Regions from separate parts of the Zea mays genome. Here region 2 is linked to region 1. The links are chromatin contacts, called in public Hi-C maps. All regions are on one chromosome and are shown on one strand. Each heading gives the region's core, a stretch centred on a gene start, on an enhancer-like site or on the middle of the called end of the contact. The rest is flanking DNA. Distances are from core to core; before and after follow the strand shown. Region 1 holds the start of LOC100191516. Region 2 holds the start of LOC100276637.

Region 1 (5,659 bases), core at 1,813-4,312:
CGGCACAAACGAACAAGGCCTTAACAAGTTCAAGGACATAGAAATGCATTTCCAAAGTTCGTGGACCCAAGTGACATCCATTGACGAGTTCAGGGGGCACATTTAACTCTATTCAAAATAATTTAAAAATAGACCAAATATTATTTATATATCACTAATTCGAATAATAAGCAAGCTAGCACAACTATACGGCCTAGTAGGCACATTTCGGCGTAGAGGAGAGAAACAGGAATAAAGAAAGAAGAAAGAAGTTAATAGCACACAACCAGTCATCCTATCCAATCTAGTCCAACACCAATTTTAGGGTTAAAACCTCACAGCAGTGTCCCACTTGCAGCCTCCAGCAGCTCTCCCCCTCCCTCGCAGCTCTCCCTCCCCGCAGTTCTCCTCTCCCTCCCCCGCAGTTCTTTTCTCTCCCCCTCCCCAGCAGCTCTCCTTTCTCCTCTGACTGGCTGTCCGTCGCCGACGCAGCACCCTGCAGGCCACCGCACCCTACGCCGCACCCTGCGTACCGCCGCCACCTCCTCCTCCTCTGTTTTTGCCAGCGCCTTACTCTCGCAGGCAAGGCGACGGGACGTCTTGCATGGCCAGGCTCGTCTTACCGCTTAAGCGTCGCTAACGCCTTACCAACCATGCCATGTACAGCTAAAATGAAGCTATGTAGTGCTATCTCAACTGCTAGTCTGCTGCAAGTTTTTCCCTGCTTGGAGATATGATAATGGAAGGGCAGACCCACTGCCGGAGGCTCACACAAGTGGGCTGGGAAAGAAATAAACTGAGGCAAGCCTCCCCCCGCAAATGCGGAGAGGATGCTTCGAACCTGCGACCTAGTGACTCAATGTGATATGGTAATGGAAGTCGTTTATAATTTGTTTCTAGCAAGCAAATCATTTAATGCTAAGTTGCTAACAAGCCATTCTGGTAGTGCAGAGATCGCCCATACAAAAGAATATTGATTGCCCACAAATTAGTAGGTAATGGGGACACACAACCACTTCAAGACCATAATCCTAAATCAAGAGTATAGCTGGACCATCGCAACAGTATACAAATTCTCAACCTGGCATTAAATCCCAACAGGCAGATTGGTCAAACAAACTTATCCTTAACACAGTCAACAAAGAAAAATGAAGTGTTTGCTTTCTTGTATCAAACATTGACAACAGTGGCAAAAGAAAGCTGTTAGTTGCACATGATTCCAGGGAAAAAAAACAGGCATGTAAATAGCAACCAGCACTGCAAGTAATTAGTAATGTGAAATACAGTGAGAAATGATATATGCAAAACAAGAAACACCAATAACTAGAAGGGGACGGAGAGCTCATTTCAGAATTCATAGGAAAGATTATGGTGTATTTTACCGGTGAAGAGCTTGAATGCAGTTGGGACACTCCTTTTCTCTGTTATCCAGAAAACGTCAGACTTCTGCAGGCTGTATAGCCCAGGGTCGATGATCACTGGCTTCGCCCTCTGGTACCTACAGACACACATATTTAGCAACTGCAGAACTTGTGGGAACAGATACCAGAACTTTCAGACAAACTGTAAACTTACTCCTTCCATCCGATGTCACTGGTATGCTCAATGAAGTTAAGCTGCCTGGGCAACTCAGAAAGCACATGCAATAGATCTGCCAATAGGTAGACAAATCAGAAAAACAAAGGGGCATGTTGATCACAAACATTTTTGCACCATGAACAAGTAGAAGAATCCATAACGGTAGTAAACTGAAAAGGAAAAAACAAAACAAGATTGCAATAAAACGAAAGAGAGAGGCGACCCAGTGAGAGGCTCTATTTAAAGAAAGAAATACGCCCTTAGATTGACTTTCCCCTGGTACCACCTAGAAGCTAAAAAAGTAATCAAATCTTATCAAATTCCCATACCAATTGGGAAAACAACATGTCATAAACTAATCTCACCCCCATTCCCCAATTGGCATATCCAAGCCCGCGTACAAAATCGCATTTTTGGCGAACACTTGCAGACAGACACTGCACGCAAATTTCAAATCCCCAGCTCCACTAGTATCGTCCAGTGAGTGACCCAAACCTGGAATTGATTTTGCCCAAATCGTAGGCAGGCAAAGATCGCGCCATTGGAAGCACCAAAAAAATCGGATCAAAGGTGGCGTCTTCCCGCGACGGATAGATCCAGTCGCAATACCGGAGGGCCGAAAGAGGCAGATCGCATCTGCGCTTACCGTCCTGGGTGACGAGCGGATAGTCGGAGGCGGAGAGGTTGATGAACCAGTCCCAATTACCGCCCTCGCGCAGCAGGATGGCAGCCGCGTGCAGCGTGTTGGCCACCATGGTCGGGCCACGGTAGGTGACCAAGTTGGCCCGTGTGACGACCTTGACGTTGCGGAACCTAGCGTAGACGGGGTCCGCGTGGATGGCAGAGGCGAGTTCGGCGCGCTCGGCGGCGGGGGCCTCGAGGTCGAGGTGCACGACGTATGTGTTTACCGGGTGGTAGAGCGCCCTGAGCGTCCGGCGCAGCGCGGCTCCGTCCCCCGCGGAGCCGGAGATGAGGTAGGCGATCCTGGGCACGGCGCCCCGCGTGGGGCGCTCCTCGGCCCGCATCTGCTGGCGGAGCTTGGCCTCGACGAAGAGAGGCTCGGCGGAGGCCGCGGAGGGGAGCGGCGAGAAGGAGAGTAGCAGCGCGCGGGAGGAGGAAAAGAAGAGCGACGCGGTGATGAGGAGCGACGAGAGCAGAACCGAGGCCAGCAGCGGCGCCGCCCACCGCCGGTGACCGTGGATGTGCGCCGCCGCCCCGGCCGCGCCGGAGCCCGGCGACGGCGGCTTCGCCTCTAGCATCCCCCTGTGCTCCCCCCCTCCCTTTTCTTCCCCTTCCCCCTCCTCCGGCGGAGCAGCGGTGGACACCGGATCGCGCCGCGGGGGCGGCTTAATTGGGAGGCCGGCGACGGTTGGGGCTCGCACGCGATGTGGCGTGGCGTGGGGAGGTTACCGCGGGCGCTGCGGAGGTGGAGTCGTGGAGGTGGGCACGGGCAGGAGAGCGCGTCGCGGTGGACGCCTGGACGGTCTCGTGAGTGGGTACTGCTGGGGCCTGGCCGCCTGGGTGGGCGGGTGGGTTAACCTTTGCGTTGGTGCGCCGCTGCCGGTCGCGTCGGGTTGGCCTGCCTCCAGTCAGTAGTGGACTCGTGGCCTCTTCTCGTGACACTGCCACTGCCACGGATGGGGATTGGAGACGAACCCGAAAGCCTCGTCCTGCCGTGGAGATGGAGAAGATCGATGGAGTGAGGTGTTTGGTTTGGAATTTTTGGTGCTTATCTACTAGAATGGTTTTTTTCTTAATCATAAATACCGTGGATAATCAAAAATATCTATTTTCTGAAATTATTAAAATATATAATAGATTTTATCAGTTCACTTCTCTATAGCAAAAAGAACATACATAAAGAATACTCACACTTGGTTTTAACCGCACAATCGAACGTCCATTGTACATGCTCGAGATTCTTATGTATAACCACAATATTATATATCAATCAACCAGTAGTCTTTATAGACAACTGATTGATCACAAGTCTAAAACTCGTCGTAATTATGTAACTCTTGGCTCTAGGACACATCTCCTTGAACTGGCTATATGGTGGGTTAGCTTGGGCGGTTGCTTTTAGTTGATCAAGTTCTAACTATACTTGAAAAGCATTTGAATTCCTCTTTTGTAAAACATTTTGTTGCATAAAGATTCGTTATAATACAGTAACTTCGATGTTTATTGCATTCCATAGTAAACCTTTCACCAAGTCCCATGCGAATAGTTGTAGTAAAGTAACCTTTTGAAAAGTCGTTCAATGCATATCACGGAGAAAGTTTTGAAAACACGTTCGTTGCATCCTATAATGAACCATTCACCATATCTCATGGTGAAAGTTTTGAAAACACGTTTGTTGCATCCCACAGTAAACCATCTGCCAAGTCTCGTGGCAAAAGTTTTGAAAACACATCTGCTGCATCTCACATAGGACCATCCATTGCATCATATAGTGGACACATCACCAAGTCTAATAGTGAAGTTTTAAGGTTTTTGAAAATAAAACTTCTAATATGTGAGGATACCAAAGTCGCTCTTCATCGTGAGCACGACTGATTAATCAGTTTTACGACACTCTGTTGATATTGTACAACTTTACCCACAAGTCGTGATACCCACTTGTCTCGATTTGCAAGACCCTTCACCTCTTCAGTGGAGGTCGGCAGGGTTCACTATGAGACCTTTATAAATGATCTTCCGTGTGTATTAGACTATGATAGAATATTCTGAGGCAATCTCTCCACCACAATCCTCACACGTAGGCTCTCCAGGGCATCCCACCCAAGGCCTAATCAAGCAAAAGTGGGGCCAAAGAGCCTTCATTTGTCCCCATTTACCATAGCTAATATCCAAATATTTTCCCTTAATTACTTGGTTAAGGCCATAGCCATGTAATCCTTATAGTTGTATTGTTTGTCTCGGGTAGTCGCTCGGGGAACTGGTCCTTAGGGAGAGGCACTTGTGCAATCCTATTCCATACATCAAGTCCTCATGGTTTGCTAAAAAGCATCTTTTATTAACAAGTCTAATAAAACATTCGAAATCACTTTTCTTTTGAAAGATGTACAACACTAGAATTTGCTACTAAAATGTTCCCAAATTTCCAGTTATAACAAGGACAAGGTAAACAATACTAAGGGTCTATTTGGTTCAGTTGTAGATTCTTGAAAATCTTATTCTAGTTGTGATCTGTAAGAAGTTGATGCGAGCTGACGTTTATGAAAACTAAAATTTGTTTGGTTCAAACAACGGTCCATTATAGATTCTATAAGAGCATGAAAGTTTGTAACATGGATGACAAGAATCTAGAAAATATAGAGTAAGAGGTGATTCAGATTTAAACTAGAGAATCTATAGATCTTCATGAATATATTCTGTTGTTATATCAGTTTGAGATTCTACTTTTTAAGTAGTAAATCCGGTTTAGAAAGCTAAACCAAACACACCCTAAGGTAATCCTAATAGGAGTAGTAATTTGGCCAAAACAATAATGAACATTTAATGCAATGGGTGATACGAGGATAGAATGTTTTTCTTCTTCTCGGGTTTCGAGGTCCTCAAGAGTGGGGCCCTCGAGGTAGTTGCAACATTATGAATCTACTCGTGTTCATATAATAAACATGGTCACAAAATAAGAAACAATATATCAAACATGAAAACATGGTTCAGAATGGTCCTATAATTATTCTATGTATTTGTAGAATTTATTTGAGACCAAAATCATTTAATTTAGATTTAAAATGAATTAGATATGAATTTTTAATCATTTTACAACAATCAAGGCATATATTCATTTATCTATAACTTCCAAGGTATCTAAAAGTATATTTTTGGTCCCTAGTTATAACTGGTGTGTACTGCGAGTTTATTTCTGTAAAATTGAGGAGCTCTTAAGCAAAATGGTCACGGTCAGCTCATACTGACCAAGTGCTAACCAATATCCACGAATATCAGCCATTGGATCACACGGGTGCGACTCGGAATAAATGGATCACTATGTGGGCGGCGCACACGGTGGTAGGAGACCTCCGCGGGGGTAGGTCACTGGTGAGAGCCATGTCGGCCAACAGAGAGCTCGGCTAGGGCTACAACCTGTTGCCAA
Region 2 (5,973 bases), core at 138-2,637, 270 kb after region 1:
ATTATACGCACGCAGAGGCAGAGGCGTGACGCTGCCGCTGACCGTATCGTCGTCGTCGTCGACAGGTCGACGGCACGAGACGGGCGTCGTCCCCGGCCGTGTGAAAGCAGGACTGAATCGGGATATACATTCACATCCCACGTCGACGTCGGCGTGGATGGCCGTCACTATGTCCATCCACCTCCACAGCGCAATCATGTCGCTCACCAACTTGCTAGTAATTAGCACTCTGAATTATCGCCGCTCATCCCATCTGCCACCACCAGCCTGCCTGTCTGCCCTCCCAGTTCAGCCGCATCACGGACCAATTCATCGTCGCTCCACCCTGCTTCCCTCCCAGTTTCAAAACCAAAACCACATGCGCTTCCCGAAGGACCAGCGGCAGAACCCAAGCGAAAAAGTTGCACCAAGCTAGTAAGAACAAGAACAACAGCCCCAGATCTCATAAATAGCTGCTGCATATATAGTAGACAAGTAACATCTAACCGTCGCCCAAACCTCAAAAGCATGGATCTGGATCAAGAAACCAACCGACCGACCCAAAAAAGGAGGAACTATCCTGAACTAAATAATGGCGTACGTATACCGATTACCGAGTAGCAAGCTCATCTATATATGACCCTAGTATTTAGTATAGTAAACATGTACACGCACGAACAACCATGGCCCGGACTTTACAGATGGCACAAACAACAACGTACCGCACGTACGTACGTGTTGCTACGCCGTCACTTCTTCCTGGGCTTGGACCGGCGGCGTGCCTGTGCCCTGCGGCCAGTACCGCCAGAGCCCCCGCGGAAGACGGCGCAGAAGGCGCAGCCGGACACCCTCGGCGAGGGGGGATCCATGTCCGGGGCCACGTCCTTGGTCCGGAACACCTGCTGGTTGCTGCGCCGCGCCGACTCCGCCTGCTTCTGCCTACTCTCCTTGCCCTTCTTGCTGCGGCTGTCTCCACCGCCGCCCGCACGGCGCAGCATGCCGACGCTCCTCGAGTGCCGGAGCTCCGGCTGCTCGGCATCCTCCGCGGCGCCGGCCTTCGCCTCGGCGTCGGCCTCGGTCAGGAAACGCTCGTCCCAGACCAGGCCCGACGAGCCGGACCGTCTGAACGTGGTCGCCGATCTTTGCAACCCAGCCATGGGTGATGGGTGGGTGCCGCCTATCCACCTTCCCGGCTTCCCCTCTCCGCGAGACGAACCAGCTTTGTCTGCGACTGTGGAGGAGAACAAAGGGCAGTGATGGACTGGACGGTGTTGCTCCGCGCCCGCTCCTGCAGCGGCCCCCTCTGTGTTATATATGTAGACGGACAGAGACCGCCATTAGTGTGCAGGCAGCAGAGCAGTCAACAACCGGTGCCAGTGCCATGGAAAGGTGGTGGCTGGGCCTGTTTTCCAGTAAGCAACTGGGTTCTGCAGGGGTTATTAATATTTAACCTGCGTGTAGACAGCATATACAAGAACTCATCAGAATAAAATATTACACTTGCACATGCTTTTTTCTATTTTCGCAGCACATGCTACAGGTTTTACTACTTCACGCCGTGAGCATGTGGAGGAAGAGAAGACAAGTGCACGGAAGCAGATAGATGCGCACCACCAAACGCACTACAGGTGGCAAACGATTGCCCAGAAAGCATGCATGCATTCTTCAACAGTTTTACATTCCACCGTAAAGTTTGACAATGACGTGATGATATAATTGATAGAACATGAGCCTCGTTAAGATCTAAGGTGTATGATATGTGTCGGCTTGAGAACGTTAAACGTATCTATCCAACAGAGATTGATTACAAACCTCTGGTGCTGATCATCTCTCTACCCAGATTTGGCTAATGATGGACCAGTACAGGTGAAGAAAAAGTCCAGGCTCGAGAGGGGGCTCAGGGGGAGAGAGAGAGAGACGAAGGCAAACGGAAATTGTGCACAGCTCTTGGTACCAGACTATCAGTTGACAGCCAAACAACTTTATAGAGGTGAGAGGAAAACAAAGACCACCATAGTACAAAAAGATCTGACATATAAAGTACCATTTATCATTGTCTTGTTCTTTTCTTGCATCTCCCATCCTCTTACGTCTCTGCTAATCTCACTTCTGGTACTCCACAAGCATTTCTGTTGCTTCATACCCCCGCTGCTACAAAGCTGTCCATATTCCCATATGCTGCCAACACCTTGACAACATGCATACTGCTAAATAGTGAAGACTTCACAACAAATAACAAAAGACACACTAGAGATGGAACAGGGATTGGTCCTAAATAAGTGTCAAGAGATCTCTCTGGACGCAACTACCGCCTGACCAATGGAAATTATCGCCTACCATCTGACCCTGTTAATGCCATGACCAGTCCTCAGTGCAGACGCAACAGAAAACTCTTTCATTGGAAACAGAGTAGGTGCAGCGCGGCATGGATTTGAGGTAGCGGAGGCAGGAGTACAGACTCCCAAAACCCCAAGATCCAAGCAACTACATAAACATCGAATCACATATGTGAAATAGGTTTAGTTGGCCATATACAAACAAAAGTTGCCGAACTGCCAGCACGGTCCCCACATAATTAGGCTCTTGGATTGGACCACATAATTGGTTTGTTAGGCCACAAAACTACTTCGTGCTTCTTATGCATGGTATCAGTTACGCTGTCACTGTCTCTTCGTAACAGCTGATATTGATTGTCACACAGCTTCACTTTTGGTTCACCTAAAGACACAAGTCCTACAGAAAATATTACTTGGGATATCTTGCATCCCTTGCATAAAAATAATAAACAAAAATACCAGGCACATGTCCTGCAGAAACCAGGCTACAACAAAGATCATCTGGAATGCCTAGCTCCCAAGCAGAGAGTTGATCCAAGCCAAGAGTGTGCAAGAATCAATGAGCATTTATCATTCAACAAATCAAGATTTGGTCGAAAGACCTCAAAGTAACCTTTACTGGAGCCAATAGTCAGAATAGTGGTCCTGAGTGAAGCCAACTGAAATGCAAGTGACAGTTAGGAGTTGTACCTGTCACATTGGTTGATCTGACAGTATTACATCAACAAAGCGTAGCTTAAGCGCCAAAGCGCTCTGCGCCAAGACGCCACAGCAGACGCCACGCCTTAATTCGCATGGCGTCCACCTTACGGCGTCCGGAAAACGACACTTTGGAGTCTGATTCGCGCCAAATCGTGTAAAGGCAGGCGCCATAGGGGGAAGAGATAGAGAGCTAGCGCGCGGAGAGAGGAGCGTGTGGGAGAATACCAGCTTGCCCGCGCGAATGCGTTCTCCCGCGCCACCAGGAAAAGTTGCCGCCGCCTCCCCTCTTGCCCGTCAAGAAGAGCCTCTGCCTCGAGTTGCGTGAGCAGCAGCCGCCCACAGGCCGCGGTTATCTTTCCCTGCCACCTACTCTGGTCGTCCTCCATCGAAGGACAAGAGAGCCCGAACTGTCAACCTTCACTCGAGCAGGACAGCATCCCTTGAACTAGGTACCTGATTGATTACCTGCTCTTCTACTTGCTAGGACAGGCTCAGTGCTCACTTCTATTTTATGTCTGGAATCTGGATCACAATTTACTTTTTATATACCAACCTGAGCCCTATTTAACTATTTGTCTCCACTGTCCACTTGTCCATTAGTGCTCAGTGTTAATTAATAATTACCTTGCTTGTCCAGTTTCACAGGAGTCCATCTAAATGGCAACACAAGGCCACAGAGTGTAGGCTCGACATGACTGAATATGATACAAGGACATATCCAAAAAGGAAGCCTAAATCTCGTGATCCTTGGTGGAAGTATGGCTTCTAGCCAAAAATTGGGAACAAATATTTGGTTGAGTGTAGCCTTTGTGAAGGATATATCGTAGGTGGATATGAAGATGCTGTCAAATGTAAATTTACAGCAACACAAATTGCTAATAGAGTGGAGACAGCACTAGTTAAGGGAAGAAGAAAGTGAGCGCTAAACCTAGATAATGATGGTGATGGTGTTCAAGTGGTGGAAGTGGTACCAAGTGAGAACCAGATTCAAAAGTCCCTCCGGGATTCCCGGGGATCGAGTGGGAAATTAGCCCCGGGAATCCCGGTGGGGATTTATGTTTCCAAACTAGCCCTTTGGGAAAACCTGAAGAAGTGGTTGAGGAAAGGTATTTCTAAGAAAGGGAAGGATCAGGACCAAGGAAGAGATGGAAGTCAATATGCATGTGGCCCGTTTCTTCTATGAGTGTGGAATACCATCCAATGCTATCAACTCAAGGAGCTTTGAGATTATGTGTGAGGCCATTGGACAGTATGAACCTGGATATAAACCTCCTAGCTTCTGTGAGGTCAGGGTGCCATTGCTTGGAAAGGCTGTGGAACGGACCAACAAACTAAAGAAGCATGAAGCTGTTCGGAAGCAATTGGCTGTACACTCATGTTAGATGAGTGGACATATAGGCAGGGACATCACCTCATTAATTTCCTAGTCAATAGTCTAAAGAGGACTTTCTATGAATGGACCTCTAGCTGAGTTTGTTAGGTGGTCTGAGTAGAACTCCTCAAAAGGAATTTCAGGATGGAGTTAAAAAATCACCTCTGCTGGTCACCTGTTGTTGGGATTAGGTTACCGAGATAGAGTGGTAGGTTTGAGGTCTAGGACCAGGACGCCGGCGCTTGGGCGCCATCGTCCTAGGGTTAGGGTTGCTGGCTGGAAGATGCGAGGTACTGTTCACGTGATGAATAGTACCACAGTGAACAGTAGCCACGATCGAATAGTAGATGGTTTGGGGCAAGCACAGACAAGATACTTTCATTGATTGGAGGGGTACATTTATAGAGCTGAGATAGCAGCCGACCTTATCTAATATATTAACAAACCAAATCGGTATCTATCTAAACAAACTCTGCTTATCCTTATCCATCTAAACAAACTAACTGATACTTATCCATCTAAACAAACTGATTTTATTAGGACTGCTAGGCTGCCGGTCATAACACCTATCTAGATTCCTACAAGGATTCATGACAGGACAACATAGTTAAATCATTTACCTTCTCTCTCCCTTGTGGAATGAATGTGGGGAAGAACACAAGGGTGACAAAAAGGATAAACAAGAGGAAGCATGATGTATGTTAACTTCTTCCATCATAGCAAATTGTCTCTTACAATGTATACCTTCAGGTCAACTTCTATGCACACGAAGGTCATACCTTCATGTCAACTGCCATGTGTACGAAGGTCATACTGAAGGCGAGAAACATGTGGGTCTCCGAGCGTCTGGGTCCCTCTGTACATGGACATTGTGGACTTATTTATAGGGGCGTGACGACGCATACCTTCGTATAAAATTACATCATTACCCTCAGTTCGTATACACATGATCTACAGAAACGAGCAAGGGCACTCTCATAAGAGACATGTCATACACACCAACTCTATCACCTTCATCTCCATATCATCGCGAACACCCTTCGATACTTCATTTTAGACAATGACGAAGCTATTGCTTCTTGCCTTGGTTTATGGAGATCTTCTAGACAAAGGTCAATTCGTTAAACCTTCATCATAGACTTGATGAAGGTCTATTCGTTATACCTTCATCATAGACTTAATGAAGGTCTAGAATTCATCAGATTGAGGACCTTCGGCAGAGGCACACCCTCCAACAACCTCGTCTGCCCCACGCCAAAGCACGGGTCTAAGACTCCATACCAGTCACGGTCGTTCTCGTCTCACCCCTTGTAGGTTGAGTTTTTTAAAGGGGACTTTCTACTTGGAGTCTATTGAAGCATCAAGTACATGATGCACCAATGTTGGCAGATTTACTAGGGCAGAAAATTGATCTAATTGGAAGATGTTTAAGTAGTCACTGGCAATGGTGTGAACTATAAGGCAGCTGATAAGCTTATTATGGAAAGAATTATAACGTTGTTTTGGATCCCGTGTGTTGCACATTCCTTGGACCTTAGCTAGAAGACATTGGCAAATTAAAGCAGTTTAGCAAGCCTATTACAC

Evidence for each region. Hi-C and Micro-C count contacts between places; a contact is called where the count stands out from the background.
Region 2: a contact with region 1 is called in a Hi-C map of leaf, with 7 times the contacts expected there. The contact joins the promoter of LOC100276637 here to the promoter of LOC100191516 in region 1. A contact is called at or near these places in 2 of 25 Hi-C or Micro-C datasets (endosperm and leaf).

Annotation. Positions count from the first base shown.
Region 1 is chr9:89,294,811-89,300,469 of Zm-B73-REFERENCE-NAM-5.0, forward strand. It overlaps LOC100191516, which reads right to left and starts at 3,063. Exons shown (of 4, transcript NM_001136948.2): 1 at 2,204-3,063; 2 at 1,555-1,630; 3 at 1,362-1,477. The coding sequence starts at 2,816.
Region 2 is chr9:89,568,811-89,574,783 of Zm-B73-REFERENCE-NAM-5.0, forward strand. It overlaps LOC100276637, which reads right to left and starts at 1,388. Exons shown (of 1, transcript NM_001150375.2): 1 at 417-1,388. The coding sequence starts at 1,136. The coding sequence ends at 729.